Linked DNA regions of Mus musculus: region 2 is linked to region 1. The links are chromatin contacts, called in public Micro-C maps. All regions are on one chromosome and are shown on one strand. The core of a region is the stretch at or near the end of the contact, and the rest is flanking DNA. Distances in the headings are between cores, read along the strand shown. Region 1 holds the start of Prmt8 (protein arginine N-methyltransferase 8). Region 2 holds the start of Tead4 (TEA domain family member 4).

What was found. Hi-C and Micro-C count contacts between places; a contact is called where the count stands out from the background.
Region 2: a contact with region 1 is called in a Micro-C map of embryonic stem cells, with 4 times the contacts expected there. The contact joins the promoter of Tead4 here to the promoter of Prmt8 in region 1. A contact is called at or near these places in 2 of 39 promoter capture datasets (embryonic stem cells and hippocampal neurons) and 1 of 484 Hi-C or Micro-C datasets (embryonic stem cells).

The regions. Positions count from the first base shown.
Region 1 is chr6:127,766,714-127,773,174 of GRCm38.p6, reverse strand. Prmt8 (protein arginine N-methyltransferase 8) reads left to right here and starts at 4,016. Exons shown (of 10, transcript NM_201371.2): 1 at 4,016-4,502. The coding sequence starts at 4,428.
Region 2 is chr6:128,296,816-128,303,276 of GRCm38.p6, reverse strand. It overlaps Tead4 (TEA domain family member 4), which reads left to right and starts at 2,464. Exons shown (of 12, transcript NM_011567.2): 1 at 2,464-2,982.

The DNA.
Region 1 (6,461 bases), core at 2,767-5,266:
GGATAATGGCTGTGGCCTGATTCTTGAGGAGACATAGACGCAGCACGACAGTGTGTGTGCTCCCTAGCTATGTATGACGGGACAAGGAGGATAGCATGGTTTGAACTTACATGCCAGAACAGACCAGAGTTTGCACCTGAATCTTCCTAAGTGGCCTGGTCTGTAGGCTAGGGAAGCTGTACCCTGATGCTGGCTCACTGGATTGGTAGTAGTGGAAAGGTAGACAAGGAAATGTTTGGTTCTGGGATCCCAGCATGGGCTCCCAGGCAGAATTATAGAGTTCCAGAATAGGAAGAGTGGGAACAGATAGGGCTCCTCTGGTTACCGGTCACTTCTTCAGTGGCATCTCACAACACTAGAGAGTCTTTTCCTATGATACCCTTCCCCAAGGGTTTTATTCCAATCCTACATGTCACCCCAGTCATCAACACAACTTCACTCCACAGATCTCAAGAACCAGTACTGGTATCAGCATCACAGAACATGCCTGCAGTTCCAGCACCATGGAAGCAAAGGAAGAGCCCATCTGGACCACATAGAGAGACCCTATCTCAAAAACCCAGGGCTGAGACTGTGGCTTAGTGGTAGAGTGCCGATCTAGCACCTCCTCTGGCTGGAACTCAGCACTGGAGGAAAACATGAAGGTATGTGTGCTAGAGGCAGATCTTCCAATAGTGGGGTAGCCCCTGTGGTGGGAAGGATCTTTTCTGTACCTCAGAGACCATCTACAGTTCCTGTCCTCAAATATCTGTGAATGTTTGTCCTAAACATGGCACTCCACTAGAATTAAACTCTTAAAAACTCTTGATGCCCTGATCCCCGAAGGAGGAAACCAAACGTTGGTGTGTTTAAATCTCCCAGGTGGTTCTGTCATGCAGCCAAGGTTGAGAGCCATTGTCCTGTTCTTTAAGCTGATTTACCTTCTCCTAGAGTTGTATATGGAGTCAGGCAACCCGGACTTCCATCTTGACTGTATTCTGAGGGCAGTATTTTTTGAGTTTTGTCTGTTTGGGGGAATCTTCTCTGTGTTGTGTTCATGGAGAACACAAAATCTCAAAAAGTAGCCAAAAGGACAGCAACTGGAACGGTGTGCAGATGCAGACTGCAGCAGGCGGAAAGCCCTCTGTGAAGCTGGACTCAGGCTACAGGACGAGTCACAGCAAATGTTCGCATAATATTTGTACTCTTGCCATCGGGTCAGCCTTGTTCAGAGCCCATTAAGTGTGCCATTCAACACAGCCTGTTCCGTTGAAGGCCTAGTGCAAGGGGAACGAGCTAATGGATCTTGGGGACCACTTGGCCACAGGACACATCAAACGCACACCATGACAAATGCTGAACCCCTTTATCATCCTCTGTCTTCGCACTTGTCACTAAACTCTCTCCAACAGCCTTCCATTCTGCCCTTCACAGTCACGGTGATGAAAGATTGAGAACTTGTCACAGTCTGATGTGTTCTGTCGCCTTGTTAAGCCCAGTTCCTGCTATGAACGAAGCACTAAAAGATGCCCAGTGAGGATCATGTGGATTAATTGAGATAATTAATTAAGCTAACTTGATAAGAGAATATTCTGATACTCATGCAAAAGAGACAGAAAAGGGCTGGCTTCTAATAGTCCTACTGTGTGTTTTTCATACATCATGGATTTTTCACAATCCCGGGAGGTGAGTCTTCAGGTAATTCTTGTATGTTTGTATGGGCATACATGTGTGTGTGTGTGTGTGTGTGCGCGCGCGTGCGCGCACGTGCACATGGAGGCCTGAGCCTCTACATTTTTACCTGCAACATTCAAGAGTAACACGGCTCCCCAAACTCTACCTTTCAATGATTTGTGAGTTTGTAATTAGGTGGGTGCACAGCAGGGACCAAATCTCAGATCCAAGAGTGTTCGAGGAGGGTCGGAGCATCACCTGTGATAGGTCACCATGCTTTCCTCAGGTCGCTGCAGAGCAACCTTAGTGGCCTAGATACCTCTGTGCCCCAGGCTGCCTTTGAGTTGGCATAGCAAACTCTTGCTGTAAAAACACAGCTCTCCATGTCCCTTTCCCATTCCAACAGGAGCTGTGTCTGTACTTGGGGAGAAGCCAAGCACAGTAAAAAGATTTCAACAGAGAACTGAGGAAACACCCCCACTGAGGTTCTCATAGCAACATAATCACGCACAACAGCAGCCTATTTCGGTGGGAGCCTGTTTCAGCTCCCCTCCTCCCCTGTTAGTCACAGAATGGATGAACAAGCAGAAGGAGTGTGGGGTGGGGACAGGGTTGGGTTGGAAGTCAAGAGGCTGGGGAGCTGGTTTACTGAAGCTCCTGCAGCTTGTCGAGGGACCTTAGACAATTGCCCCCTTCTCTTTCATCCGGAGTCCTTACCTGTAAGAGGACTGGACCAACGTGTGGGTGGGGAATCTTGCTATTCTAGTCTTATTTGATTGCATACGTACTAAGCCTCTTTTGATCCAGCATCTCAGAGCCTTATCTGAGAGAAGACGAGTAGGGGAAGAAAAGCAGGAGGTAAAAGTCATTTTTTAGATGCAGTTATGTCCCCTCCTCCATACTGTGTGTGGCAGGATGGCAGGATGGCAGGATGGGAGTGAAGAAGGATCAGGCATTGCCAAAGACTGCTCATTCATGCCCAACTCGAATTCAGGTCTGTGGTTTGAGAAGGTTGAGGGGAATTTACTCTTGTTTTGGGATTATCAGTGCGGTTAACCCAAGCTTCTTGCTATATTTTCTTTAATCCTTCTCATCTCCCTCCTCTTCCCGTTTTTTACTCCTCACCTCTGCTCACGGCCATGTCTCTTCTCTTTGCCTGAGGATCTTGGTCTGATAGAAGTATCTATCACCGTGAGCCGAGCTGGGTTTTGGCCCTTTTCCTCAATGAACCTGGGTTAGTTGAGGACAGTCACTCTTACACTTCTTGGCTATCAAAGGCTATGATCAGACTAAACAGGGCGATTGGTTTAAATAACTCAACTAAGGACTGAGATGAAGCGGGAAGAAAGCTCCTGGCACATCTGTGCGGTCCCTGACCTTGACCTGTGGGCCAGAAAGCCTGAAGGTTCAGCTTTCCCGGAGATAGCCAGCTACAGAGTCCTGAGTATGGCCTCCCTCCCCCATTGTTCTATCCCTCAATGCCTGACAGATGGCCCGAAAGAGAGAAAAAAAGCTCTCAAAGTGAAGACAGGAATGCATTGTATAAAAATTCACACCCCCCGCTGCCGCCCAAACTCTCCCTTAAAAAAGGATCGAGAGAATCCTAATGGGTACGTGACATCCTCACGGCTCTCTCCCATAAAAGGGACGTCAGGAGAGGGTGAAGGTGGGGGAGGGGCTGTAGGGGAGGGGGAGAGATGTGTGTCCCCCCGGGAGTGGGGGCTGACAGGCTAGACAGGGGTAGGGGAGCTAGACCGCGGACCCTTTTATTGATTTGTTCCTGGTTGTTTTCCCAAGCCACCTCAGGCAGCCACCTTCACTTCAACCCGGTCCTCCTGAGAGGGGTTTGAAGGCCTTCTGGTCTTGGGTCCTGAGGGTGAAGAAAAGCTAGATAGAGAGGACCTAGAGTTGAAGGAGTTGAGGACTTCCCCCTCCCATCCAGACACCCACCCTGTTCATGCCCCAAACAGTAATCCGCGCAGGAAGGATCCAGGAATCGACCGGGTGGGGGGGCTGGGGAGGGGTGAGGGGCGTAGACATTTGGTAACCGTGGCTGAGTCTTGTCCGGTGCTTGCCCTCGTTAGAAGGACTTGCACTGGGCTGAGACCCTCCAGCAGCCTCGTGGACGCCTGCTTCCCGGAGCCTGGCGCGCGGCCCCGCAGCGTGCGCGCAGCCCTAGCCCCCGCGCCAGGTGTGCGCCGCGCCAGGAGCGCAGCGGAGCGCAGGCGGCCCCCAGACCCCGCGGTCCCGGGCACGGGGGCGGGCTGGGGGTCTCCGCCGTCAGCGCCCCGCCACCCGCTCGCTCCCGCGCACCTCCCACCCCGCCCCCACTCACCGGCTCAGCCCCCGGGAGCGCCGAGCAGGACGCGTGTTGCTTCGCCCAGCGATCGGCAGAAGTTGGGAGAGTTGCCGTCCGCCTCCCGCCTGCCGGACTTCGGAGCCGCTGCCTCTGCCGGCGAGCCCGCGGGGCCGCCTCCCTCCCTCCCGCCCAGCCCGCCGCGCAGGGGAGAGGGGCGCGGAGGGGGTCGTGAGCGCGACCAGAACTTGCAAGTGTGCGAAGGGATGCGAGGCAGATGAAGAGCGAGGAAACGTGAACAAAGTGGCGACCGCAGGAGGGACTCCACAGAGCTCGATTGTCGCGGAGGACGCTCCGGGAGAGGGGCTGGCTGGGATTTTTTCCCCCCTCCTCTTGCATTCTTAGGCTCTCTTTTAAAGCCACATCAGCCGTCTCTCGTTCTTTACTATCTCGAATCCCCAAACCCTTGTTGGCTCTTATGGGCATGAAACACTCCTCCCGCTGCCTGCTCCTCCGGAGGAAAATGGCGGAGAATGCAGTCGAAAGCACCGAGGTAAGGAGGCGACCGGGCCGGGGTTTTCAGCGACCCTGCCTCCCACTGGGACCCCTGTGTGCCGCCGCTGCTTGCTGCCACCACCAACGCCGTGGTGCCAAACTTTCCCCATCCCGCTTGTCCCTGCCGAGAGAGAGAGAGAGAGAGAGAGAGAGAGAGAGAGAGAGAGAGAGAGAGAGAGAAGTGTAGGAGTGTGTGTGGGGGGCGACGGTGCACGTCTCAGTTCCTTTCCCCCTTGAAAATCTAAATTTTCAGCCCCATCACCCTCTCCTGCCACCCTCTGCTCCCTTCCTGTTCCCCTAAGTCCCAAACCTTGGGCAGCCCGGCTCCCCTGCCCCTGTGCACAGGATTCCGATAGTGATCCCGGATCCCGGCTTTACGAAGAGCTGGAGTGGGTTATATTAGGGCCAGGTTTGCTCCCTGCAGTGCACCGATTATCTCCCACCGCTACCTGGGCTTTACCCTTCAAGCTCGAGGTGGTCCCCAAGCTATGGGTCCCTGCAACACCGCGGAGAGCTCCCGGCCTTAGGGGGCCGACCTGGTGGCAGTACTAAGCACCTGCACCTGACCTCCCCCGCAGTCCCCAGTCCACAGCTGGGCCGGAGGTCTGCAGTCCTAGGGTGCTTAAGGCGCCGAGGGAGAGCGGAACCCTGGGAGGGCGCACCGACCGCGGCCCCATTCAGCACCAGGGACAGCGCCCGCGCCTGCCGCAGCTTAGCCCGCACAAGCAGCGGGGGTTGTGCGCCCTGGGCTGCAGCGCGAAACCGGTCTGCGGCCACTTGTCCCGCAGCAGCTTTTAAGGAGGCCGCTCTAGCTCCGCAAATGATACTCTTGCCCTCCGTCTTCGGCAGTCCTTACGGCCGCCCCGTATCTGCCCTTTCTCTACTCCGGAGTTGGCCTTGAGCTGCAGAGAGCCCAGCGGGTCTTTGCGTCCCGAGCAAGTGTGTTCTTTCGCCTCGCTCTGACCCAGCTGTCATCACAATGGGATTTTTCCCTGGTTTTGGGCACCTGTAGTCATGGAGGGGATCGGCATGGGCAGCCCCCTTACCTTCACAGAGGAACTGTGCGCCGAGGTGGGGGTGGAGTGGGGCGTGTGTGTGATCATCCCTTATTCGGTGGCAGGAAAAAGACACAGAGCAAACTCCGGGGCTCTATTAATAGCCCAGTGTCTGGTGGGGCTGCCGTACATTTCACATACGGTAACCCATATGCAGCGTGGGGCTGAGATGGGGGTGTGGCGCGGAGACTGTCCAGGCCTTGCGGGAAAGCAAAAACAACGTGAAGACCTTTCCCGGCCTTCTTTCCTAGAGGTCACAACTCATTCCCCGCCTCACGGTATAGGCAGCAAAGCTTAAGAATACCCATTCCTTGGACACTAGAGGCAGCATGCTTCTGGCAACTGTCGATTTTGAAACAAACACGATCTGGGGCTGGAAGATGAGGGGCATACAGCAGTTAATGTCTTCTCCTTGAGTTAGGGCAAAGCCATTCTGCATGTCGTTCCTTGGACCATCCTCTTCCCCACCCCAACCTGGGAGCAGAGTCTTTGAAACCGAGTAATAGCACCAGACGCTCAGCATTCCCCTCCCCCTCCGCCCTCTGATCGCCCACCCGCGGAACAGGTTTCTAAAAATAGCTTGGAGTCTCAAGGCCGCGCACTGGTGAAGTGTTGGGCCAGCCAGCTTGTAGCAGTCCCTGCAACCCAGTAGCTATAGCTCTTCCCTGCTTTTTCCCTATCCCACCTCATCTTCACTTGTCTTAAAAAAAAATAGAAAATAAAAATAAAAAAAGTTTTCGTGGGTCCTCGTCCACAATCACCCGGACTGGCGTGTGGGGTCTAGTGCAGACCCGGGCCACGTTCCGCAGTGTGCAGTGGCGGCTGCGGCTCTCTCCACCTCGGTGAGGGTTAAAGGCGTCCGGAGCAGGCAGAGCGACGCGCGACAGGCTATTTTTACTCGC
Region 2 (6,461 bases), core at 1,215-3,714, 530 kb before region 1:
TTCTGAGATCATCTTCATCTGCTCAGAAAATGGAATGCCCAAAGACCTAGAACTCTCTAGAAGCTTATAAGAGTACGAACCAGGAAGTGTGAAGGCACTTTACAGCTTGGACTCCCAATGGTCTTGAAGAGAAGCAAGCAAGCAAGCAAGCAAGCAAGCAAGCAAGCAAGCAAGCAAAGGGCTTTCCAATCATCCTTTTGTACCTGAAGGGCTATCCTCCCTTTTGAAACCACATTGTTATGGCCAGACTCCCCTTCCACATTATCCTAATTTCTGTAGTTTAAATTCATTAATTCTATCTATCTATCTATCTATCTATCTATCTATCTATCTATCTATCATCTATCTATCTATCTATCTATCTATCTATCTATCTATCTATCTATCTATCTTTTATTCTGTACTGTGTTCTGCCTGCATATGTACCTGCCCACCAGAAGAGGGCGCCATATACCATTATAGATGGTTGTGAATTATAATGTGGTTGCTGGGAATTGAACTCAGGACCTCTGGAAGAGCAGTCAGTGTTCTCAACCTCTGAGCCATCTCTCCAGCCCCTATATTTATTTTTGAGGCAGAGTTTTGCAACGTAGTCCAGGCTGGCCTCGAATGCTTGCTCTGCCTGCTTTAACTTTCTCTGGCCCTGGCCACAGCTGGCCAGAGTTCTTCCTTCAGTTGAGACGTGGCCAGCTATCCTGCTGTAAATGCTTTCTGTCTCAGCCTCAAAGACAATTTCTATCTGCAGATCACACATGACCTTATCTTCATTTCTGGATCCTGAGCCTCTATTCAGTCACAGGGTCACTTCTTGTATTTAGGACAGGACAGGGGTCTCCATATGCATGCAATACTGTCATCAGAGGGTCTAATGATAGAATCAAGAAAGTGAGTCCTGAGTCTGCGTGGCCTTGATGACGGCCACATCTTCAGTATAGCTTGTATGAGCCTCACAGTCTGGGGCTCACCTCTCTTAGTCTTTGGTTCATGCTGGTTTTCAGGTCCTGCTGTCGTTTCACATGTGGACCCCCACTGGTGTGTAGCACCTACTAGCTCTTATTTTCACACCAAACCTTCCTGAAACAGCGGTTGGTGAACTCAGGTTTCCATCAAGAGCTGGATCAAGGTCACCCCGCAGACCTGGTAGCAGAGACCTGTAATGGAATTCCAGCTATTCCTAAGGCTGAGGCCAGAGCAGCTGAGAGAGTTCAAGGTCAGCCTGATTAACTCAGTAGACTCAGTCTCAGAAACCAAAAGGAATCAAGGCTGGGGCCATAGCACACTGGTAGAGCATTGCCTAGCACACACAGGGAGTAGACATTAAACTGGGGAAAGTCACCCCAGTGCCTTGAATTAATTCTGTTGGTTTTGTTCTCAAATTCATGTGGATTTGCAATAATGAACTACTGTCTGGCTTCGACAGTGAACCTCTTGAAGGCAGGGGTCTGTTTCTGCACTGAGCTTGGTACCAGGTTCAATGAAGGAGTGTCCAATTAAGTGGTGGGACAGTCTGTACTTCACGCTCACAGATACGCTTGCTGCCTTGCAATGTTCTTTTCATGTGAATGGGATGTGACCAGGCTTTGTTATGACTCACCATTTAATAAGCTCACCAGAAGTTATACATCCAAATGAGGGCTGCATCCTTCAAAGTCCTCGCTTTGCGAGGCTGGATAGATACTCAGTCCCGTGGTGATGCTGGCATTTCCGTGGACTCTTTAGATCGCCTCTCTCGGTCACAACCCTGACATTTATAATACTTTCTTTCAGCGTCTCCCCGTGCTACCCTACCCTCATGTAGTATGTGTATCTCCATCTTGCGTTGTTAGCGTTGAGCAAACGATAAGATAATTCTGGAGATTTACTGCTGGCCCGAGTTTGTTTCACCAGCTCTGGCTGGGAGAGCCACACCAATAAAAGCTTAATGCTAGTGCTTCAGAGATTGTTTGATTTTGGGGAATAGTGAAGGCTTTTCTTTGATTTTAAGTTTCTCAAAGTGACAAGGTGAATGCGGGAGCTAGGTAGTAACTGATTTAAGCCAAATGGTTCTAAAGACTCGCAGCCCGAGCTCACGTGTTTCTCCTAAATTGATCTGGCACCCTTCTTTAAAACTCAGACTTCTAACTTCATGGCGACTCTGTCCTGTACCTTGGGTAACCAGCTAAGTTCCAGCTCTCTATGAACCACTGCTGGGACCTAATCTTTATTATTTCTCCCAGCATCCGGTAGACCCATGACTGGTCTCTCCTTTCCTGCTCTTTGAGAAGTGACAGTTCTGCAGATCCCAAGGGACAAGGAAAGAACTGAAAGACTGATGTTGGGGAGGGCTGGCGAGGGAAAGCGGTGGCGGATCTGGGAGCAGAGCCGGGAGTTCCTGCTTCCTGCTCCCGGAGCGAGTGTCCTCCGTAGCAGCCTCGGGGAAGGGAACAGCCCTTCCTGCTCCTGTCCGCGTACTCCAGGAGCGCAGCGAGGCGCGCCCCACCCCGGCGGAGGGGACGGTTTTCGGCTGGAGGTGGTGGAGAGACAGTTAGGACTCAACGCAACCCGGGGGTGTGGGGAGCTGGATGAGAGCGGGAAATCGGTAGATCAGAGTCAAGGGGTGTGGGTGCGAGCGGCGAGAGGCGCCGAGGGGTCCGCGGGGTTCCCGGGTGTCTCCGCCGTGTCCTGTCCCGTGGCCGCCCGCGGTTCCCGGGCTCCGCCCAGCCGTGGAGCCCAGCCTCTCTCTGGCCCGGTCTCCTCCCAAAGGTGCGGGTGGCAGCGCCACTCCCTCCGCTCCCTCCCCAGCCGCGCGCGTCTCATTCCAGCGCCCATTCCGTGCATTCCTGCCGGGCTCCTCTGCAAACTCCAGTCCCGGGGGTGGGGACCGGCCTCAGCTACGCGCTCGGGGCCCCGCAGCGGTCGCCGCGGCTGGAAGACTTGGCGCCCCGCGTGGACCTGCCGCAGCCGGCCGAGCTCTCCCACCCCGCCTCCCGAACCCTGGGACCGGTAAGGCTGCTGAGTTCGGAGGACACCCGCGTCCCGCGTGGTCCCGGGCAACACTAGGGGGCCAGTGGGGCACGTGCGGGCGGTGGAGTCTAGGGGCTGGACAGAGCAGGGTCGCTCGGCTGAAGTTGAGACTAACGAGCCTCAGCCAGGCCCTTTTCTACTTTTCTGCCTGGAGAAGAGAGCCCATAAGGGAGGTGTATTGCCTGGACCTTGTGCAGAGGTCCCCAGGGTTTGAGACGCCGTTGCTCCCCACGGTGAGAAGTGATGGGAGTGATGGACCGGAGTTCCCAAACTCCAAGGCACTATACTCTAGCAGGCAGCCCAGGGGCGCGCGCCGCGGTGCACACACGTGTCAGGGGGCTCCAGGCACACCCACACTCCGTCCGATTCAGTGAGTGAGTTCAAAGATAGGTATTACTGCGCCAGCATCCTTAAGTTTTGGGTGTTCCCGAGGAAGAGATATCTGTGCGCAGTGACTCACCTTGCTTCCAGGAGGAGGATTTGTTTGTGCTAAACGCGACCCTGTGTGCATCGCTACTTGAAGAAGGTGCTTGTCTGAAATCCCGAGTGTCGGAGTGGGCGTGGGTGTGCGATGCCTCCTCTCCAGGACTCTCCTCTCCAAGTCCTCGCTCTGAGGATGTTGGTTCTGGCTCTGACTTCTTCCTGAAGAACCGCGGCAGGGGACAATGTCTCCAAGTTCTTTGTGTTCAGGGAGAATTTGACAGTAGTAGTTGGAGGTGCCCCTCTTGCCATCCCTGCTGGGTTGAGCATTGCTGGCAGGAAGCTGCCTACACCTGCCCCCTTCCAGGCAGCTGTCTCTGTGAGGGAGTGTGGATCCTGTTCTGGCAAAATCCTTAGGGAACTGCTGGTAGGCTAAGCAAAGCTGAGATCTTTGTTTGCCCTTAGGGGCTAGGATGGTCATGTTTATGGGGGTGGACCCCCTAAAAGGAGAAGAGCTTGTTAGGTTGTTTCCTTTTGAGACAGAAGTTTCCTGCAGTTTAGGCTGGCATGATACGTCCACCTTAGTAAGAGGTGGCTTTCATTCTCCTGCCACTTTTTTTTTTTTTCCTGAGACAGAAGCAAAAGACCAAGGAGGCCTTGAACTCACAGCAGTCTCACCTCAGCCTTCTAAGTGCTGGGATGACAGGTCGGATTTACCAGGCTTAGTTGACCACTTTGGATACTATTTGTTGAGTGGTTGGTAGTGTTTCTAAGTTGTCTTCAAGGACAGGGGAGTCAGTGCTACCTGTGGGAACCTTGAAGCAATGAGGGGGAGACAATCTCTCATTCCTCAATAGCCAGGGTCTTGCTCTGGAACCCAGACTGGGTCCAAACTGGATGATCCTCTGCCTCAGTTTCCCCCTCGTTCTTCACAGTTAGCTAGGCTACCTTGTTTCTGTGGGGAAACGTGAGTGGTCCCTATAGGGAATGCTTTAGTGACAGCTGGGAAGGGGAGGCAGCCTCGGACTTGGTAGCTGAGGCCAGGATATTGACAGGAGAGTGGTGTGAGAGTCACAGACAGACTTGGCACCAGTGTTCTCGCTCATTAGCACAACTCCTAGGTGATGGCTAGGGTTTCTTGGAAGGAAGGAAGGAACAGAGAACCCTGTCAGGAGCGAGGGGGAGGGGCTCGTGTTTACCTTTCCTTCTCTCCTGCTGATATAGATTAGATAGTCTATTCCACCCTGCTCGGGCCATGCCTAGGAGAGAGACACTCTTATGGGTTAAGATCATGGGTTAAGAAACTCACAGGCGTGGGGTCAGACAGACTCAGGCAGGAATCTTGATATTCACTACCTTTAAGGCTCCTGGGCTCCGTTTCCTGATGAGTAACCCTGGGGGGTGGGGATAGGGGTGAGTAACCAAAATCAGGGCAGAAAGCTTGCTCTGAAAACTCGGTGTTCCCAAAGCATCTGTCAGCACATCCTGGTGCCCCTGGAGATGGTGGATCCTATGTTTTCCTAAGCTTGCTTTGGCGAACCCCCTCCTGCTCCCCCTTTCCATGTTGAGAATTGGACCCAGGGTCTTGTAAGACTAGCGGATTTTGCGTGATGGTTCCCTGGGCACCCTTTGGGAAACCTTGCCGTGTATCGTATTTATTTTGCCCATGGCACGGGGCATTTGGTGGGGAGACTTCCCTTTGCCACCAGGTAACGTACTTCTCATTCTCCAGCTCCCATATTCTCATTTCCACTTTTGCCTGCCCTCAGGACATGTTTGCTGAGCACTGTTGGAGCCTCTGTCAATGCCCAGCCCCTTTGTGGGGAAACTGAGACCTGGGGAGGGACCATAACGTGTTTAGAATTGCACAAGCTCTGAGTGGCAGAGTTGGGACCGGAACCCAAGCTCTTCACGTTGGATTATGTCTCCTGCTTTGTGCAGCCCAGTATCTGGGTGTGGAGACCCTAACCACTTTCATCTAATGTGTGTGGAGACTGTAACAGTCTGATCTGGATGGTGTCTTCCATCCTGTGATACAGATAGATGTTTGCAGGCAGGCATTTTCTCTTGTATCCCAGTAGAAAGTATACAGCAAACTACCCCATGGTAGGATATAAGCATGGCAGTCTGGGAGAATATCTGGATAGCTTTCAAATCTACTGTCCTTCCTCTAAAGGTCTAGGTATGTGTTGGGGGTATGTTACATATGTACATATGCATGCATGCATCTATCTATGTAACTATGTATGTATCTATGTATGCAATTATGTATCTATCTATGTATCTATCTATCTGTCTATGTATCTACTCTTTCTGTCATTTTGCTTTTTTGGTCTAGGGATGAGCCCAGAGCCTCAAGTTTGAGCTTCAATTCACAGCTCTATCTTTTCCATCTCTCAGGATGCAAATGTCACAGCCTCCTTTGGCCTCCATTCTGCGGTCTTGTGCTGGTGACTGTCACAAAGCAACACCTATTGCCAAACTTGTGTCTCTTCCTTCTCAGGGGAGGTAGAAGACATCAGTTCCTGACTTTGGACCTCACCCTTCCCGGAGGTGAGGCCAGTCTGGTGGCAGTTGGGAACTTGGGGGATCCTGAGGGTGGCTTTACCTCTTTGCCCCCTTGACCCCTTGTTGGCAGAAGCAGGAACAACGGCTCTGTTTAAAGCTCTGAAATTGGAGCTGAACAGCTGCTCCCCGGCACCCTGAGGGCGGGGGTGTCACCAGCTCAGGGGCCCAGGTGGAGGCTGGGGTAGGGCAGGCTGCCTGCCTGCCTGCCTGGGAGCATGGAGTCTCCATCTCCAGTGTAGCCCTGACATGGCAGTTTTTCCTTGCTGTGCCGTCTGTCTTTAAGGTTGTACGTTGAGGAGAGTCTAATCGCACCTGTGTGGTTGATCCTGGGGCTCTCAGCGAGTGGGCCAGGATCCATGGGAAATTTCCCACCAGAACTGCAGGCCAAGATCTGTGCCCATCTGTTTGCTTGTCATACAGGCCAGTTTCCAGAAAGGTAGGAGGATGAGCCAGCTCCCTGGTGTGGGCCA